6 separate regions of the Mus musculus genome follow, and regions 1, 2, 3, 4 and 5 are each linked to region 6. A link is a contact called in public promoter capture Hi-C data. All regions are on one chromosome and are shown on one strand. Each heading gives the region's core, a stretch centred on a gene start, on an enhancer-like site or on the middle of the called end of the contact. The rest is flanking DNA. Distances are from core to core; before and after follow the strand shown. Region 1 holds the start of Cfap410 (cilia and flagella associated protein 410). Region 2 holds the start of Bcr (BCR activator of RhoGEF and GTPase). Region 3 holds the start of Adarb1 (adenosine deaminase, RNA-specific, B1). Region 4 holds the start of Trappc10 (trafficking protein particle complex 10). Region 5 holds the start of Pttg1ip (pituitary tumor-transforming 1 interacting protein). Region 6 holds the start of Dip2a (disco interacting protein 2 homolog A).

Evidence for each region. Promoter capture Hi-C pulls out the DNA fragments that hold promoters and counts their contacts.
Region 1: a contact with region 6 is called in a promoter capture Hi-C map of neural stem cells. The contact joins the promoter of Cfap410 here to the promoter of Dip2a in region 6.
Region 2: a promoter capture Hi-C map of pre-B cells shows a contact between it and region 6, with 4 times the contacts expected there. The contact joins the promoter of Bcr here to the promoter of Dip2a in region 6. A contact is called at or near these places in 3 of 39 promoter capture datasets (liver, neutrophils and pre-B cells).
Region 3: a promoter capture Hi-C map of pre-B cells shows a contact between it and region 6, with 7 times the contacts expected there. The contact joins the promoter of Adarb1 here to the promoter of Dip2a in region 6. A contact is called at or near these places in 7 of 39 promoter capture datasets (the 3T3-L1 cell line, the C10 cell line, cranial neural crest and 4 more), 3 of 484 Hi-C or Micro-C datasets (CD4 T cells and embryonic stem cells) and 1 of 9 other capture datasets (liver).
Region 4: a contact with region 6 is called in a promoter capture Hi-C map of pre-B cells, with 6 times the contacts expected there. The contact joins the promoter of Trappc10 here to the promoter of Dip2a in region 6. A contact is called at or near these places in 3 of 39 promoter capture datasets (liver and pre-B cells).
Region 5: a contact with region 6 is called in a promoter capture Hi-C map of pre-B cells, with 4 times the contacts expected there. The contact joins the promoter of Pttg1ip here to the promoter of Dip2a in region 6. A contact is called at or near these places in 5 of 39 promoter capture datasets (the C10 cell line, cranial neural crest, liver and 2 more) and 3 of 9 other capture datasets (adipose tissue, embryonic stem cells and liver).

What each region holds. Positions count from the first base shown.
Region 1 is chr10:77,977,298-77,980,033 of GRCm38.p6, forward strand. It overlaps Cfap410 (cilia and flagella associated protein 410), which reads left to right and starts at 1,353. Exons shown (of 7, transcript NM_026431.2): 1 at 1,353-1,484; 2 at 2,456-2,474. The coding sequence starts at 1,408.
Region 2 is chr10:75,059,446-75,062,145 of GRCm38.p6, forward strand. Bcr (BCR activator of RhoGEF and GTPase) reads left to right here and starts at 1,451. Exons shown (of 23, transcript NM_001081412.2): 1 at 1,451-2,700. The coding sequence starts at 1,581.
Region 3 is chr10:77,416,781-77,419,759 of GRCm38.p6, forward strand. Adarb1 (adenosine deaminase, RNA-specific, B1) reads right to left here and starts at 1,493. Exons shown (of 11, transcript NM_001024837.2): 1 at 1,315-1,493. Gm17769 (predicted gene, 17769) reads left to right here and starts at 1,596. Exons shown (of 1, transcript NR_027377.1): 1 at 1,596-2,979.
Region 4 is chr10:78,243,254-78,246,329 of GRCm38.p6, forward strand. Trappc10 (trafficking protein particle complex 10) reads right to left here and starts at 1,392. Exons shown (of 23, transcript NM_001081055.2): 1 at 1,183-1,392. The coding sequence starts at 1,249.
Region 5 is chr10:77,580,255-77,583,221 of GRCm38.p6, forward strand. Pttg1ip (pituitary tumor-transforming 1 interacting protein) reads left to right here and starts at 1,401. Exons shown (of 6, transcript NM_145925.3): 1 at 1,401-1,673. The coding sequence starts at 1,568.
Region 6 is chr10:76,343,690-76,346,668 of GRCm38.p6, forward strand. Dip2a (disco interacting protein 2 homolog A) reads right to left here and starts at 1,602. Exons shown (of 38, transcript NM_001081419.2): 1 at 1,418-1,602. The coding sequence starts at 1,508. Gm40699 (a long non-coding RNA gene) reads left to right here and starts at 1,606. Exons shown (of 2, transcript XR_871838.2): 1 at 1,606-1,885.

The DNA.
Region 1 (2,736 bases), core at 103-2,602, 1.6 Mb after region 6:
CTCAGCTCAGGCCTTATTGTTCCTGATGGTAATGAATGGCCCGCCAGAGGCTAAATCTTCAGCGTCCGCTCTCTTTCCACTGTGGGTTCCAGGGTGCAAACTATGGTTTTTAGGTTTGTGCGTCCAGTACTGTTACCTACTGAACCATTTCACTTGTTTTTGGTAAAGGCAGACCAGGGTGGTCAGACAGACAATAGAGCCCTAGAATACTTCATCAAGGGCAGTTTATTACCTAAAGGGCCTGAAGTACCCAGTGCCTGTCCCGGTGTAATCTGTAGGATAGAAAAAGATATGAAGATTTCAACCTACAATCTTTCGTTTTGTTTTCTTCTGGAGATCTGTTTTCTCCAGAAGAAAACAAAACAAAAATTCATTTGTGATTACTTAAAATGCACACTGACAACCACAGGCACAGTACTGACTTTCAAAAACATAACGTCTATTTTCTATTTGTTTGTTTGTTTGTTTGTTTTTAAGGTTTTTGTTTTGTTCGTTTTGTTTTTCTACATATGAGTGTTATGCTTGCATGTGTGTGCAACCCAAGTGACCTGTCTGGTGCGCAAGGAGGCCAAAAGAGGGGCATTGAGTCCCCTGGAACTAGAGTTACATAAGGTTGTGATCCGGCCATATGAGTGCCCTGGAAAAGCAGCCAGCGCTCTTAACTGTTTCTTCAGTCCCTCCCCAAGCCCCCACTACTCGGCTTTGTCTTTTGAGATAATGTCTGTATGAGCCAGTCTTGCCAGAAACTGGCTCAGGCAATCCTCCTGCCTCAGCCTCTGAGTGCATCAATTACAAGTGTCAGTCATCGTCTGGTTGTGGATTAGCTGTTATGTAACACAAATCCCCGATTTGGGGTCAAGCAGAAATGGGTGAGGGCTCAGTGGTGACCAGGGCCATGGCAGGGATTAGGATCCGGAGCAAGCATGCCAGGAGGGTTTCTGCTGGCATCCACTACGAGGACTCTGTCACCCTTCCCGACTCGACCTTTTCTGTCCTCGATGTCTCCGAGACCAGCCAGGCGTCCCGAGTCCCTCACACACCGGCGCCTTTCTCACCCAAGCCAGCCCATCTCAGACTCTTGCACACTGGAATCCTAAGGGCCGCCCTTCCCGCGCACGCAAACACGGGATGCAGAGACCAGCGGTCCCCAGGCAGCAAAGCCCGGAGCCTCGTGCATGCGCAGGACCGGCGGGCCGCCAAAGGGGCGGGGCGGAATCGCGTATCACGGAAGTCGGGCCGTCCCGCTTCGCCGGCGCGCTTCCGCCCTCTCGCCTGACTGCCAATGGGACCTCAGGCTCCGCCCCTAGAAACGCGGGCCCCGCCCCTGGAGACGCGCCGCTGCGCAGGCCTCTCCCGCTAGCCGAGTGTACAGCGGAGGGCGGCCGGGCCCGCGGCCCTGTGGCCACCATGAAGCTGACACGAAAGATGGTCCTGTCCCGAGCCAAGGCTTCGGAGCTGCACAACGTGCGGAAGCTCAACTGCTGGTGAGGCCGGCCAGGAGCGGGAGGAAGCAGAGGCCGCGCTGAGCGCCTGCTACCCCAGGCTAGCTAGGTTGCAGGCTCACTCTGAGGCCAGTGCTTCAGAGGAGTGCGGCCCTCGCAGGATAACTAGAATTTCCCTCTAGTGTTGCTGAGGGCTTTTCGCTAACCCTCTGTGTCTGTGTCTGGTATCTGAAGACAGAGGTGCTTAGTGGCATGTCTACAGGGAGAGACTGAGGTTGTAAAGTCATGATCCGGTGCTGGAGAGGGTGACCTGGTATGAGTGACAGCCTAGACCTTAGATGCTATTATATGGATGCACTCTAAGTTGCATGGCTGAGTCACACTAATACTGAAAGCCCCGGGCTTCTGGAGGAGTTTGTATCTGGCGTGTGGAAGAGCTACAGGTGTCTCTGGGGACTGGGGTGGGATGCTGTGGCCAGAGCATTTAGCAGTGGCAGAGCAAGTGCAGACCCCTGCTTCTAGTAATGGTCAGTGGGCTACTGGAAAGAGTGAGCTTTGTTAATTAAAAGCCTTTCCCTGCCCTGGCACATCTGGTGTTGGGGCCACAGTCCTCCCTGTCCTGGGTTTTCAATAATGCCTTTCTTTGTCGAGCCAGCGAGCACATCAGGGCTTCCTCTGTGCAAGCAGAAACAACACACATTGCAGGCCCGTGAAGTTTGCTTCAGAAGTTGCATGACCGGCCTTTGAGCTTGGCCTCTTATGAAGATCCCTTTGTTTATGTGTGTGACTGGAAAGAGCTTTCTGCTATGGGAGCCTGAGAGGAGAAAACTGTGTACCCCCATGCACCAAGCAGGGAGTATTGGCAGAAACCAACCTCACCCTTATTTGGGCAACCAGCCTTCCTTACTGTTCCGAATGTAGAATCTTTAGATTTATAGACAATTGCCATTTCTTTGGGGATTTTTAAAATATTTTCATTCAACAAATTAAAGTCTATTTCTTTTCTTCTCCAGGGGCAGCCAGCTCACAGATGTAAGCTCTGCCTTGATTGTATCTTCTTCCGGATGCCCCTTCCCCCAGAAGAATAGCTAAAGTTACAGAACTGTGATCTTCAGCTCAGTGCCGTGTCACTTGCTAGACCTGCACAGAGGAAAACAGAGTCAAAGCTCTGCCTTGAGAGGAGTCCCTGGTGGTGATTTCCCTCAAGGACATCAACAGGGGCACTCTGCATGGCCTTCCTCAGCTTCAGGAGGCGACACCCCAACCCCACCCGAAATGACAGGCAGCTGGGACT
Region 2 (2,700 bases), core at 201-2,700, 1.3 Mb before region 6:
CTGCAATTGCGTTGTTTACTGCCTGCTGGGCAAGAGGTAGGCGGGGAAGGAAGGAACAAGAGATTAAAAATGTCTACAGAGGGCAGCAGCGAGCTGCACAGCGCTCACAGAGTTCCTGAGCGGGGCTCCAAAGACTCGCCAGCCCTACCAACGTTAACACAAACTGAACCCTACTAGGTGCAGACAACAGGCTGGATGGAAGCGAGTTCCAGGGCCGGAAAGAGAATCCCGGCCTAAGTCAGGGAGGCCCTGCTGATCTGGCTGCTGGCGCTGGGCTCTAATTCTCTAGAAAAGCATGATAACAGTTTATAACCAAGGAAATAACAGTTGTGGAAGCAGGTGTTCTGGTTTTATCTCAGAGCTCGGGGAAACTGAGGCACGGAGATGGGAGAAGTGGTCAAAATTGAAGCTGTTCTTCAGCTGCCAAATCCTATTGCCTTTCACCTCACCCAGCAGGCTGGCCTGGGTTTCATTTTGTATTCTGGAGAGTTCCTGCAGAGAGCATCTCTGCTAAGTGCCTCAGATCCCTAAGCTTCGTTGGGAGCCATTAAAGATTTCCTGTCTTCCACCAGCTCTGTTGCTGAGAAGGAGGTGTGCGATCCTTTCACAGAAAGAAAAAGACCCCGAAAATACTACATTGGCCTCCAGAGGTCAAAAGTCATTACTCAGGAAGGGAGATACGTTGACCGAACAGATGGGGAGACATTCCTAAGTTATCATTCAGTGTAAGGAGTCCGGTGACAACTGAGTGGCCATTGTGAAGCTTCATCACCCACCTCCAGCACCAGAGGTTCACTGGCTAGCACCCGGGCTGTTGGCTTGCACCGTTGACCTGCCCCGGTTGATTTCTCAATAGTTTGGGCCCTGCTGGGTGTTCATTGGTGCGGTCAGCACCGAGGTTGGTGGATGCAGAAAAGAGGAAACAGGCATGAGAGTCTCCGTGGTGAAAGGATCGCTTCGAATCACCCGGTCTGGGGCGCCTCTGTGTACAGAAGGGGATCAGACCGGTTAGCAGCCGTCCCGGGTCCGATTTAAGGACCCAACGCTCTTCCCGCGGCGCGGCCCCTTTAAGAGGCGCGCCCAGCCCCGTCAGCCGCTCCGCGGCCACCGCCCCCCGGTCCTCCCCTTCCTGCAGCGCTGAGTGCGGGCCGGGGCGGGAGTGCGGCGAGAGCTGGCCGTGTCGAGCGGAGCGCCTGCCCGGAAAGCTGCGGAGCGGGGCGGGGCGGCGCGGGAACCGGAGGCGAGGAGCCCGCGGGGCTGCGGCCGTGGGCCGGCGGTGGGCCTGCTCTGCGGAGGACGGCTCCCGCCGCCGCCGCGCGCGCTGCGGAGCCCCGCACACAATAGCGGCGTGCGCAACCCCGCGCCCTTCCCCCCGCCCGCGCGCGCCCCCCACCCCCAGCCGCCGCCGCCGAGCCTCCCACCTCACCTGCGGCCCCCGGGGGCGGGCATTGTTCGCCGCCGCATCCGCGGGGCCATGGGAGCCACCGGGCTCCCCAGCCCGGGCCCGGTGAGAACGCCGCGCCGCCGCTGAGCCGGACTCCGGGCGCGCAGCTCGGCGGCGCAGGTGAGCCGGCCGCGCCATGGTGGACTCGGTGGGCTTCGCCGAGGCGTGGAGGGCGCAGTTCCCGGACTCGGAGCCGCCGCGCATGGAGCTGCGCTCGGTGGGTGACATCGAGCAGGAGCTGGAGCGCTGCAAGGCCTCCATTAGGCGCTTGGAGCAGGAGGTGAACCAGGAGCGCTTCCGCATGATCTACCTGCAGACGCTGCTGGCCAAGGAGAAGAAGAGCTACGATCGGCAGCGCTGGGGCTTCCGCCGTGCAGCGCAGCCCCCCGACGGCGCCGCCGAGCCCCGAGCGTCCGCCCCGCGCCCGCCGCCCGCGCCCGCCGACGGCGCAGACCCGGCGCCCGTCGAGGAGTCCGAGGCGCGGCCGGACGGAGAGGGGTCACCGAGTAAGGGGCGGTCAGCGTCCGCCCGCAGGCCAGCGGCTGCTGCATCGGCGGACCGGGACGACCGAGGGCCCCCCACCAGCGTGGCGGCGCTCAGATCCAACTTCGAGAAGATCCGCAAGGGACCTGCCCAGCCCGGCTCTGCCGACGCCGAGAAGCCCTTCTACGTGAACGTCGAGTTCCACCACGAGCGCGGCCTGGTGAAGGTCAACGACAAAGAGGTGTCCGACCGAATCAGTTCCCTGGGCAGCCAGGCCATGCAAATGGAGCGCAAGAAGTCCCAGCAGAGCGCCGGGCAGGGCCTGGGGGAAGCACCCAGACCCCATTACCGTGGGCGCTCCTCGGAAAGCAGTTGCGGCCTTGACGGTGACTATGAGGATGCAGAGTTGAATCCCCGCTTCCTGAAGGACAACCTAATAAATGCCAACGGCGGCAACAGGCCCCCTTGGCCGCCCCTGGAGTACCAACCCTACCAGAGCATCTATGTCGGAGGCATGATGGTGGAAGGGGAGGGCAAGAGCCCTCTCCTGCGAAGCCAGAGCACTTCAGAGCAGGAGAAACGCCTAACCTGGCCTCGCAGGTCCTACTCGCCTCGGAGTTTCGAGGACAGCGGAGGTGGCTACACGCCGGACTGCAGCTCCAACGAGAACCTCACCTCCAGCGAGGAGGACTTTTCCTCTGGCCAGTCCAGCCGCGTGTCACCAAGCCCCACCACCTACCGCATGTTCCGGGACAAGAGCCGCTCACCCTCGC
Region 3 (2,979 bases), core at 243-2,742, 1.1 Mb after region 6:
GAACGGAACACTTTTCTGGTCCTCCAAAGGCGACTCCGGCGCCACTAGTCTAGCGTCCACAGCCCCATCTGACATTTCCCTTGCACACAGACACCACACAGTGATTTTCCTCTTGCCTATGTGTGCGCGTCAAAATTCACCTCCAACCCCTAATGTCCCAGATGGCTCCCACAAACAGCAGACGCGCTGGGTACTCGCGCTGGGTACTCGGAACTTCGTCTCCCAGGCGCTCGGCGCCCATGTGGGCTCTGAGCCCTCGGAAGGGGCATGGACCACCAAAAAAGCAGCCTGCCTCACCTAGGTTACGGTGTCCACCCCGTGGGAGCGCAGTGTCTCCTTTGCAGGACACAAGATGCTCTCACTGGGCGTAGCTTTCCCTCTGTGGGATATAGGGTTAGGGTCTCCCTCCTCGGAGTTCAGAGTATACTCTGCAGGGCACAGGGTTCCCTCCCTGTGCCCTTCCTCTGGGCGCCGTCTCGCCTCTGCGGAGCACATGGTCCCTTCTGCAGGGCACAAAGTCCCCATCCCCTGGTGCAGCTTCCTCTCCTCAGAGCACAGGGTTCCCACCCCCCAGCCTGAGCTTAGCCTCCCTTCTGCTAGGCACTGGTCCCTTCTGCAGAATACAGAGCTCAACCTTTCCTCTACCAAGCACATGGTCCCTTCTGCAGGGCACAGGGTCCCCATCCCCGGACACAGATTCAGAGTGACACAGGGTGTCTCTTCTCAGGGCGCAGCTTTCCTTTTGCAGGGCACAGGTCCCCTCTCTAGGATACAGGGTCCCCATCCCCGGACGCAGCTTTCCTTCTGCAGGGCACAAGGTCCCCCTCCCGGTGTGCAGTGTCCCCTGTGCTGGGTAAAGGTCCCTTCCCGGGGTACAGGGTCCCCTCCCCGGAGCACAGGTCCCCTCCGCCCGGTACACCATTCCCCTCCCCGGGCGCAGTCTCCTCTCTGATGGGCACAGGTCCCCTCCCTGGAGTACAGGGTCCTCTCCGCGGGCACAACCTCCTGTCCGAGAGGCGCACGGTCGGCTCGCCGCGGCGCAGCGCATCCCACGCGGACGCGGCGCCTCCAGGAGCGGACGAGCCGTCCTGGGCGCAGCCTCCTCCTGCAGCGCAGCGCATCCAAGAGGACCGCGGCCCGCCCTCCGCGCGCCGCCCGGGATGCGCCAGGGACCCCGCAGCTCGCCGCGGGCCCGGGCCCCGCACCATAGGGTCTGGGGTCGGTGGTCAGGTCCGCGGCCGCCGGCGCTGCGCGGCCTCAGCCACCTGCCCCGCGCTTACATAAACGCGGCCGCCCGCGTCCCCGCCGCCTTACCTCCGCTCACGCTGCGCCCGCGGGCTGCCGGCGTCTGGCTCTGGGCGCTGCGGCGGCCTCGGCTAGCCCCGCGGCCCCAGCTAGGAGCCCCTCGCCGCCGCCTCAGCCTCAGCCACCTCAGCCTCAGCCGCTGCCTCAGCCTCTGCCTCTAGCCTCGGCGCCGGCGGCTCCGCCCCCTCGGCTCGCCCCGCCCCAGCCGCCGCAGCCGCGCGCGCGTGCTCGCTTGCAGGGGTGGAGCCAGCGCTCCACGCTGACGTGCGCGCCTCCTGCCCGGAGCCGACGTCCGGACTCGCTCGCGGCGGCGGGAACTGCGAGGGTTAGCGGTTAGAACCAAAACAGGTCGTGCGTCGCTAGGGAGACTCGAAGCGGAAGGGAGCCTCCGACACGCACCGAGAAGATCGACGGGGGCGGGGTTCTCGAACTCGCGGGCAGGAGCCTCGGATGGGACCTAAGGGGACAGGTGGGACCAAGGATCCTAGAGATCCTGTGGGATCTGGGAATGGGGCAGGGAAAATCAGAGCGAAGCCACTGAAGTGCGACTGTGACCGCCGCTTGAAGACCTACTACACCCCGTACGTGGTACCCTGGCATCCCGCAAGAATCGTCCCTGGGCCTTCGTCCAGTTTTGAGAGCTGGCCCTGGCCACTGACACCCACCTCCGTAGACCTTGAAAATAAGTAGGGAGAGGAGCAGGGACATGATTTTGTGAAGCAGGGTGTCTACTGGTGGTCACTAGAAATGATGGCCGGTTTTTAACCTAGACCCCAGGGTCAAGTTCAGGCTCTGCCACCTCTTAGGCATACCAGATGTGTCTTGTGCTTGCATTGTCTGTTTCCACGTTTGTTTAAAAAGAAAAAGGTCTAGTAAAAGACAAGTGCAGGTAGGTAAAGTACTGTGTCGAGCATCCAAGATGTGGTCAACAACTTGTGTGGTTCCTCGCCAGATTGTCTTAACCTGGGGTGCTATGCCCAGAACGGGGCCTGGAGAGGTCCAGAATCGGAAGCATGAACTGACCACAGGAGTAGTGTTGTAGCCGGTCCACATCTGCTTCCATCACAAAAACATGTCCTTTGGACCAGCTAGCCACTCAATGAATTCTTCAGCCTGCCTAAAAGGTGGGCACCAGGCAGTGCCTACGGGTGCACTTGTTGGCAAGTAAGTAGAGATCATCACTCTTGGAACACCTACCAGGATGTCAAGCTTCACATACAAGTATGTGCACAAGGACAAATGTGTCTGTTTCTAGGTATCACACTACCCCAGAACTTAGTAACTTAAAGTCATGGTTTGTAAGTCTGATGAATAGCAGCTTTTATGCAGTGTTCAGCTGGTTTGGTTCATCTCTGCTTCATAGATGACCTCACTCCCTTATGTCATGTGTTACCTACTGTTAGTAAGCTAGCTCTCGTTGCTTCTCATAATGGCTGTGGTTTGGCCACAAGAGAGCAAGTTCCAGCCTTTTCATCCCCTGTGCACATCACCTGTGTTCCTGTGACTCATTGACTGAATTGAAGATGCTGATCTGACACAAGTACATATGAGAGACAGAGATCTGGACAAAGGAAGTATGCTCATCTGAGATGGTCGCTTTGATAGATCTTTGGTTCATTGTGGATTGTTACAGCAAAAACAGAACTCTGCGGTCTCAACCAGGATTAAGTGGAA
Region 4 (3,076 bases), core at 142-2,641, 1.9 Mb after region 6:
CAGAATTCCTACTGTGCACAGTACTGGGGGAAAGTTCTCAGGACCTGGAACACATTGAATCCAACCATGAACAGGGTGCAACTTCCCTGAGGGGATCAAGGAGCACCCGGGCAGGGCGGGGCAGCCTCCAGACCAGCTCTGCCACATCGGTCCACCTGCCTGCAGGTGAGGTTTGGCAAGCCTCTCAGTTGCCAAGCATTCTGGGAAGAAAAAAAAAAAAAAACAAAACACACACAACTAACTGCTGAACTATGCAAGTCTCCCAACTTTATGGGAGACACATCCATATCCCTGAGAAAGTTAATCTAGCAATAAAGAGATGTAAGTCTTTAAATATGAAATGTCTATGCGGTTACAGGAAGGAACTGGGAGGAGCCCATGTATCCAAGGGCCCAAAGGAGAAAACAGAGCAGGGTGTGCTGGAGACCTTGGGAACCCTGGGGCCTAGCACCAGGTTTTGCAAATATGCTTCCTGTTTAGAAAAAAGTAAATTCATAAGGTCAAGCACATACTGAACTGCCAACAGCCACGTATCACACCTGTCCTTTGAGAGACAGCACCGCAAAGCTGTCAAAATGTTAACCAACCCGTCCACACTTCCCATGAGTCCATAGTTTGCAAAACTACTCCGTTCTGAAATTATGCTTTAAAATGAGGGTTTTCTTTTTCTGTAGCAGAGAAACCAATCTTTGTGTGTGAGTGTGTGTGTGTGTGTGTGTGTGTGTGTGTGTGCATTCAGTGGGAGAAGGAACAAGTGCGGAAGGGGATGTCCGAGCGGGAACTCGCTGGTGGAGCAGCTCTGGAAAGTGCCTATAAGCACAGGATGATTGGACCAGACAGAGCTGGGTTCCTTCCTAAGCCTGGCCGGCCACCTGCCACTCCGGCTTGACAGTCACTAGAGGAAGAGCACCTGCGCTCTGCGGAGAGCTGGGCCTGCCCACCGGACTGCGGTCAGCGCGCAGGAGAGCCGACCCACGGGGAAGGCCGGCCCGATCCCTAGCAGCACTGACAGTACAGAACGAGCTGCTCCGGAGACCGCCCAGGTCAGGACCCAAAGCTTGGCGTCGGCTGCACAGCGGGTCGGAGGTCACCCGCGGAAAGGTCGGAGGTCGGCTGTGTCCGCGTAGATGGGAGCTGCCAAGCCCGGCCGCGCCCCCCGCCCGCCCGCCCCGCCGCACTTACAGGTGACGATGGGCTTGTTCTCCATGGTGTAGACCACCGGTGGCTGTGGCTCCTCAGGGGCGTCCATGGGCGTCCGGCGTCACCGGCCCGGCCCCCCGCCCGCCATGGGCACCCGAGGCAGCGCGGGGCCCGCTGAGCCCGCGCCTCCTCGCCGCCGGCCCCCGGCAGCTCCTAGCCGGCCGCCCGCCGCCGCCGGCCGCGTCCACTTCCGGCCCCGGCGCCGCCGCGTGACCACTTCCGGGGCGCGCGACTTAAAGGGGCGGGCCTCGCCGCCGAATGCCCTCCTACGAAAAAGGCCGCGTGCCGGGCCGCCCGGCGGTGCAGGGCGGGGCCGCTGTAGCTGTCAATAGCGGGAGCCGCCTCTGCCTCGGTTCTCAGGCAGCTGCAGAGGACAGAGGGCGGCGCACGTGCCTGAGCTCCTTGACCCCACCTTCTCAATGCCCAAGCTTGGTGACCCTTGCTTGGTCTCATCAGACCTGTCTAAACTGGATTCTCCTCGGCTTCGCACCTGCAGATGCTCCCTTACCCTCATCCTCGCTTCTACCCTGTGTGCCCCCACGTCACGTCTGGCGGAATTCCCGTTATCTCCGAGGGAGCTTCCTCCTTTCCGGCTTCTGCAGGATGCCTTGGGTCGGTTTTTACATCTGGGCGAGCTCAACTGTGCAGTGCCAAGCTGAGTCTCTGCTTGCCTGTTAACACGGACTTGCCAAGTGTGCTGACTCAAAGCGAGGCAAGATCGAAAGTGTTCCACCCACCCCGTACAACTCCATGTGCACCCGCTGGCACGCCAGCTTCCCACTGTCCTTTCTGGTTTTGTGAGGTTTTTGTTTGATTGGTTGATTAGGTGGTTTTACTCGTATGAACCACCACATAGGTCGTTTCCACCTGCGTCAGCCTTCAGCACTCTTTCCCTTGGCTCCCAGAATGCTCCCTATGTCCCACCTTCATCAGTACTGGTCACCTATAGCTGGTACTGCTTTGAAGCCGCTAGGTATTGTGAATGTCGCAAAATCAAATATTGCTTTGAACTGAACTCGGCGCAAGTAAAGCAGGTCTATGGGAGCTTTTGCAAATGGGATTCAGTGTGCAAATGGAATGTCTGAGCATGACTTGACTGTTGGGGAGCATGTTGGTTTGGGCTTTCAGGCAACTGATTAGGGCAGTTGAAGCAGGTGGAGACTGCCAGGCACAGGGGTTCTCAACCTGTGGGTCCCGAGCCTTTTGGCAAACCTCTAGCTCCAAAAAAAATATTTACATTATGACCCATAACAGTAGCAAAATTACAGTTTATGAAGTAGTAACAAACTATTTTTATTTATGTAATAATTTTATTTTTACTTCTTTAATATATTTATTTTGTTTATTTAATATTTTTCTCTAATATTTTTATTTTTATTTATTTAATTTTTAGTTTATTTATTTAATTTTTATTCATTATTTAATATTTTATTTTTATTTACTTAATATTTATTTTTTATTTAGGAGGGTCACAGCATTAGAAAGGTTCAGAACCACTGGCCTAGAGAGAGCACAGCAAAGCAAGAATAGGGGTCCAAAGCCTCCGTGGACGTGCCAAAGGTTTTTCACCCCATCCAGCTAAGCGTTTGTGAGATGTCAGCACAAAGAACGAAGCTCTCACCTCAAATGGAATAAGAGATGGTGTGCTTCGGAGCCAAATTTGAGTGCCCGCCACCCAGGGGACAAGGATTTTGAGGAATCCTCTGAGGCCTCCTGAGTGGGTAACCCCAGGTTTCGTGATCCCACATGGAAGCACTTGAAGCTTTATAGTTGCAGAACATAAAAAGTCATAAATCAAGACAATTTAAAATACATTGGTGAGTACGTCAGAGAGGCTGTTATAGCTAGAAGGTGGACTCTCTCCTGTTGGCCTCAA
Region 5 (2,967 bases), core at 151-2,650, 1.2 Mb after region 6:
GCTCTGGACCAGCTCAGTGATACAAAGACCCTGAGTCCTCCCAAGCTCAGGAATTGAAATCCCACCAATCCTCATCCTGGAAATCTCCACGGGAAGCCCCACCCCCAAGAAATCCTATATAAGCTCTGCCTTTGGCTTCGTTCTCTGCTGCTTTTCACCCTAGCAGAATTAGCTGCCCTCCTGTTTTTGTTGTTGTTGTTGCTGTTGTTTGTTTGCTTTTTTTCCCTCTCCATAAATCTCTTGTGTGCCTCATGTGTCGTGTGACTTTGTGGTATTCCTTGGCTCCCAATTGCCAGGAAGCCTCTCTAGCAGAGCTGTAACATTTTCCCCGGAACAGAACTTGGCTGGGGAAAACCTGCCTGGCCGAAGTAAAGCTGTAACGCTTTCACTGGGGAAAGCCTCCCTCTGGCAAAGCAGAATTGTTACACTTTGGCTGGAGAAGTCTTCCTCTGCAGAGCAGACCTGTGACACTTTCCATGGGAACCCCCTCCTGCAGCAGAACTGTTATACTTCCTTTGGGAAAACCTTCTGCCGCAGCACCAGGAGTGGAGCTGGAACGCTTCAAGCCTTTCCCTTCAGAGTTGCAACACTTACAGTCATAACTAGCTTGTATCAAATGGACATAAAGCTGGTGGGCTCAAGCTTGTATCCTATTTTGCTTACTCCTACTGGAGTCTGGGTCTTTAATGAGTCGAGAAACTTGGGATCCAGAGTCCCGCATTGATCTTTTTGGTGTCTGGCTATCTAGGTCTCTGGTTCATGCACAATCAAGCAGGGAAGGTACCCTCTTACTCAAAGCTCCTGTGTCTTCAAGTTTGCGTCCCCAGTCACTATCAATAAGGATTTGTTTTGTTTTCTTTGAGTCAGGGTCTCATTGGTTAAGGAAGACCTTGAACTTCTGATCCTTCCAATGCTCCACCCCCAAGTGCTGAGATGATAGGTGTGTGTTATCACGACTCATTTGTGAGGTTCTGAGGATGGAACTCGGAGGCTTTGTGCATGCATTGGTTGCCAGGCAAGCAATTCTACCATCTAAGCTACACCCTCCACATTCCCTCAGTGATTTAAACGCCTTTCAGTAACAAGTTCGAGACAGCTTGGATGCTGTTTTAACGTAAATCCACAAAACCTGCCCTCTGGACACGCATACGGCTCTGGCAGAGAATTAACAGGACTGGCAGAGGTTTCCAAGGGTTGGCGGCTACAGAGCAGTTGTGTTAGGCAGAGCAGCTGAGCCTCAGAACCCGCCTCAGAGTCCAGCAGCTCCATTCCAGAGCAAGTGGCAAAGCTTCGCTGTCCACTGCCCAGCCTAGTAGTCTACTACGCACGCGCGCTGCTCTGACGCTCCGGTTATTGCTCCCTCCCCGCAGTTCCAGCAGCGCGCAGGCGTGCTAAGCCTCAGCTGCGCCCGTAGGCGGGCGGAGGTCAGGGGGCGGAGCCAGCGGCTGCGCACTCGCAAGCTCCGCCCGTCTGGCTAGCTTACGGAGGCGGAGCGCTTACTGTGGAAACATCCTAGCTCGGCGTTGGAGTTGAGTCGCCTGAGGTCCCCGCCGACGACGCACTCACCATGGCGCCTGCTAACCTTGGGCTGACGCCGCACTGGGTGATGCTCCTCGGTGCCGTGCTGCTGTTGCTTCTGTCCGGAGCCTCCGCGCAGGAACCTCCGAGAGTGGGTAAGGCCCGTGGGCCTAGGGGCCGAGGAGTAGGAGGAGGGCGGCCGGGTCGGATCCAGGGCGGAGTCCAGCCCGCGGGCTTGGCTGCCTCTGCGCTCACGCCCTCCCTTGAAGCTGGGTAAGGCAGCCAGCCTCTGCTGGAAGTTAACGTCGTGCCCTGAGGCACGAAAGACTCGGCTAGTCGGAACCGACGCCTCGGCACCTGCTTAGCATCTCGGGGACCATCTGCATTCCAGCACTGTTTTTGTTTGAGGGGAATCAGGGAGCTGACAAGTTGTGTCCAAGACTGAGGCTTGGTCAACTTTGACCTTTGTACGCTCGCTAGAGTTGATGAGGCGCTGCAAGAGAGTATTTTTGTTAGCTCAGGCTCTCTCAAGGTGTCTTTACACTCTAGCCTGTCACGGTGTGTTTTCTCTTTGTGACCTTTTGCCAGTTGTCGCGTCTCTCTGTTTAAGTTTCTTATCTGCTCCCAGGTATGCCTAGGACCGGTCTGGGACTGCCTCACTCCTGCTACCTTGGTGAGGGTGACTAAAGGAGCTGACCCTGGCCGCCCCGGGGAACTTGGGGCTAGATTCTCCAGTAAGGACTTTATGCCAGGCAGAGTGTTGGGGAGCCTGTGGAGACCCAGGACCCTTCCCAGTGTCTCAAGGGTGTCTGCTGCGATACTGGGGGGAGGGGGGGGGGCACGAACCTTCACCTGTTACCAACCACCACGTGTTAGGTGTAAGGATTCTACTCCTTGACATTCTATAGGGAGATAGCTGATGTTTAAAACGGCTAGTCTTTACAAGGAATTTGCATAAATTTACATTACCGTATCCTGTATCCCAAAACTCGCCTTTTTTTGTTGTTTGAGACTGGGTTCAGGCTGGTTTTGAACTTTTTTGTTTGTTTTTTCGAGACAGTGTGTCTCTGTGTAGCCCTGGCTGTCCTGGAACTCACTCTGTAGACCAGGCTGGCCTTGAACTCAGAGATCCGCCTGCCTCTGCCTCCCTAGTGCTGGGATTAAAGGCGTGTGCCACCACGCCCAGCTTGGTTTTGAACTTAAAGGTGTCTGCCTGCCTCTGCCTCTCAAATGCTGACCATAAAGCATTTGCCCTGCCTGGCAAAACTCACCCTTTAAATATTTTTTGTGTGCTTCACAGAACCTGTAGTAGATTATAGATCCGTAGAGTGAAATTTGCGACATTGAGGACACTTTGACAGGGCTTTTGGACCCTCTACTAATGGCGTGTGGAGTCACTGTCTCTGAGCTTCATCTTGGGAAAACAGTCCCTAAAAGGGCTGCAGTGGT
Region 6 (2,979 bases), core at 352-2,851:
ATAATTTAATTAACTGTAAACTCGTAGCGAGCATTAAAAGCTATATAACCCTACGGAACTGAAATAACCGATATTCTGGAGCCGTAATGAGGAGCAATCTGCAACAACATATTTGATATGCAAAAGCCAAACTACAACTATGCGATTTCCCCTGGGGAGTCATATCAAATCCAGTACAATAGACCTTTTTTCTCAGAATCATTCCCAACCACGCCTCCAAAGAGAATCAAGGATTTTCAAAACGGAGCTGGAGAGATGGCTCAGTGGTTAAGCGCACTGGCCGTTCTTCCAGAAGACCTGGGTTCAAGTCACAGCACCAACATGAATCTAGGACCCAATTCTGGCCTCCAGGGAACACCAGGCACGCATAAGATATACAGACAAACATGCAGGGGAAATGCATATATTTAAAAAGAAAAAGAGAATTCTCAAAAACTCACTAAACCTACCACAGCAAAGCTTAACAATCTAAATGGGGTGGGGTGGGGGGGTGATGGATTCTAACAAGTTCTAATTGCATTTAAGTCTCAAAAGCAGAGTTAACAAGCACAGATGCTTTTCCACCAGGGTTGGAGGTCAGTTTATGGAGAACAGAACTCTTTTCCCAGGCGTCCAAATTGAGGGCGCCACTCCCATCTCTGGAGTTCTATTATTTCCCTAGTCTGTTTCTAACAACCACTTATTTGACTTTTTAACTTTTTAAAAATCCTCACCTAGAGAGGGCTGTCGGGTTGGCCCGGCGAGCACTTGCCCTCTAATCTGACAACCTGAGTTCATTCCCAGAACTCACAAGGTGGAAGGAGAGCACCAGCTCCCAGCTCCGTGCAAGCTGACCTCTGACCTCCCCACGCAGGCACCGTGACCCTTGCCTGTCCCCCACCTCCTCCCCCAGTGTAATTGTATCAAAATTCCGTAAAGGAATAAACCTTTTAAGTGTTAAACACGTTTTACATGTTTATAGGTTAATGCACTTCAGCCTCATAATCCACAAGGCGCAAGTGTACTTTTGCTTCGTTTTCTAGATGAGGAAACTGAGGCTCACGAGGCAGTCTGAGGTTCCAGGGGTGGGGCTCGGCTTCTGCATCCCGGGCTTCCTGCTGGCCGACAGGCTGCAGGGCACACGCTGGAAGCCCGGACCTGGACCGTGGCCTTGACGGTCGGGCAGCAAGAGTGCGCCTAGGCCCACCTCCCAAGCCAGTCCCTCCCGGTGTCCTTCGGAGGCCGGGCACCCGCCAGTCTGCAGAAGCTGGCGGGCTCTCCGGCGAGCGGCCCAGACAGGGATGCCGAGGAGAGGCCGGCGGGGATCCCGTATGAGGGTACCCGCAGGTTCCGGGGGTGACGCTCCCGGAGGTCCCTGGGCGGGGTCTCGGGCGAGGGTCCCTGGCGGGGTGGGGGGTGGGGGGAACCCGCGGCTCACCTTCGGACAGCTCCAGCTCCAGCTCCGCCAGGCTCTCGAGCACCTCGGCGGGCAGCGGCGCCGCCTCCAGAGGGCATCCGCGGTCGGCCATGGCCGGTGGCTCAGGCGTTCCCCCAACCGGGGCCTGCAGACCCGCAGCGGCCGCCCGCAGCCGGCAGCGGGCGGGGCGCGGCCGGGGCTGCTTCGCAGGGGCGCGGGCACGGGCGCGAGCGCGGCTGGCTCCGGCTCCGGGAGCGCGCTGGGGACGCGCGTGCGCGGCTGAGGGGCGGGGCAACGCTTGCGCGGGTACGCCGGGCCGGCCCCGCCCAGCAACTTTAAAGGCTCGGTTCCATTGGCCAATAAGACACGCCGGAGCAGCCCGGAGCTTTACTCCGCTTCGGGGTGCGAGAGGAGCGGCGGGCGGGAGAGCTGGACAGAGGCGCCTCGGGAGACGTGCGACCCCACCGAACGGACTTCAATGTCGCCCAGGTGACCCTCCTCCGGGATCCCCACCTTCTTCTTCCTCAGGAGCCCTGCTGGCACGCTTAATTCTGTCCGCGTTCCTGCTATGGTATCAGCTAACTCTGGCGGGTTTTCTGCCGCCCTTAAAGTGTGTTTGCTTATTCCCTTTCACAATAACCCTGGAAGCACTCTGACATTGACCAAGAAGGAGCTCTGGCAGTGTCTCAGTCCTTGAGATGTCCTTGGGGCATGGAAGCATAGATCTGACATGTTGGAAACCTTAGTGGGATTTTTGAAGGAGCTATTCTCAGAGTGGCGGTATATATACACATATACGTATAAACATGTATATACATACATACATACATACTTACATACATATATATACACACACACACACGCACACACACACAATTTTATTTCTACTACTCATTAGCCACCCTCTTGCCACTGTCTACATATATTAAAAATCCCAGGTAGGCAACAAAAAAGACCATTTTGGAGGCTTTCAGTGAGCCTAATATTACATCCACAAGGAACAGCATAGGAAGGTGTCCCCAACTGATTTTAAAACATCTGATTTGAGCTGACTAATCTGGTTATACAGGCAGGAGGTGTGGTATGCAAACGAGGGACTATTTATTTCCGCAGGTCACAGGTTTATATAGGAAGCAGTCACAAGCTTTGCATGAAAGCTGGTCAACACTTCTCACGTTTCTCTGATCAATGGTTTCTTCTAAGGAAGTGTTCCCTGTCCTCTTGAATGAATAATAGCTGCCGAAAGTTTACTGGTCGAGAAAAAAAAAAGCATCTGGGCTTCGCCTTTCGAGGCGGGTGCACTGTCTGGAGTGGGTGTGGCCAGAGCAAGGTTTCCTGGACCAGGTCTCCTGGATTCAATTGTAGTAGATTAGCTTGCTGCTGGAGTATTTTCACATTGACTGTAAAGTACGGAAAACAGCCAGACTTGAAGGCATTCCAGCAGGTTGCTGGGGAAGGAGCTGCTTAGCTGACAGTCCCTCACTCTAGGCTGCCAGGAATCAGGAAGGGAATGATGTCCTTGTCCTTCAAAGAGCTGAATTTTTATTTATTGACGTCGGAACAAAAAAGTGTTTACAATAAAG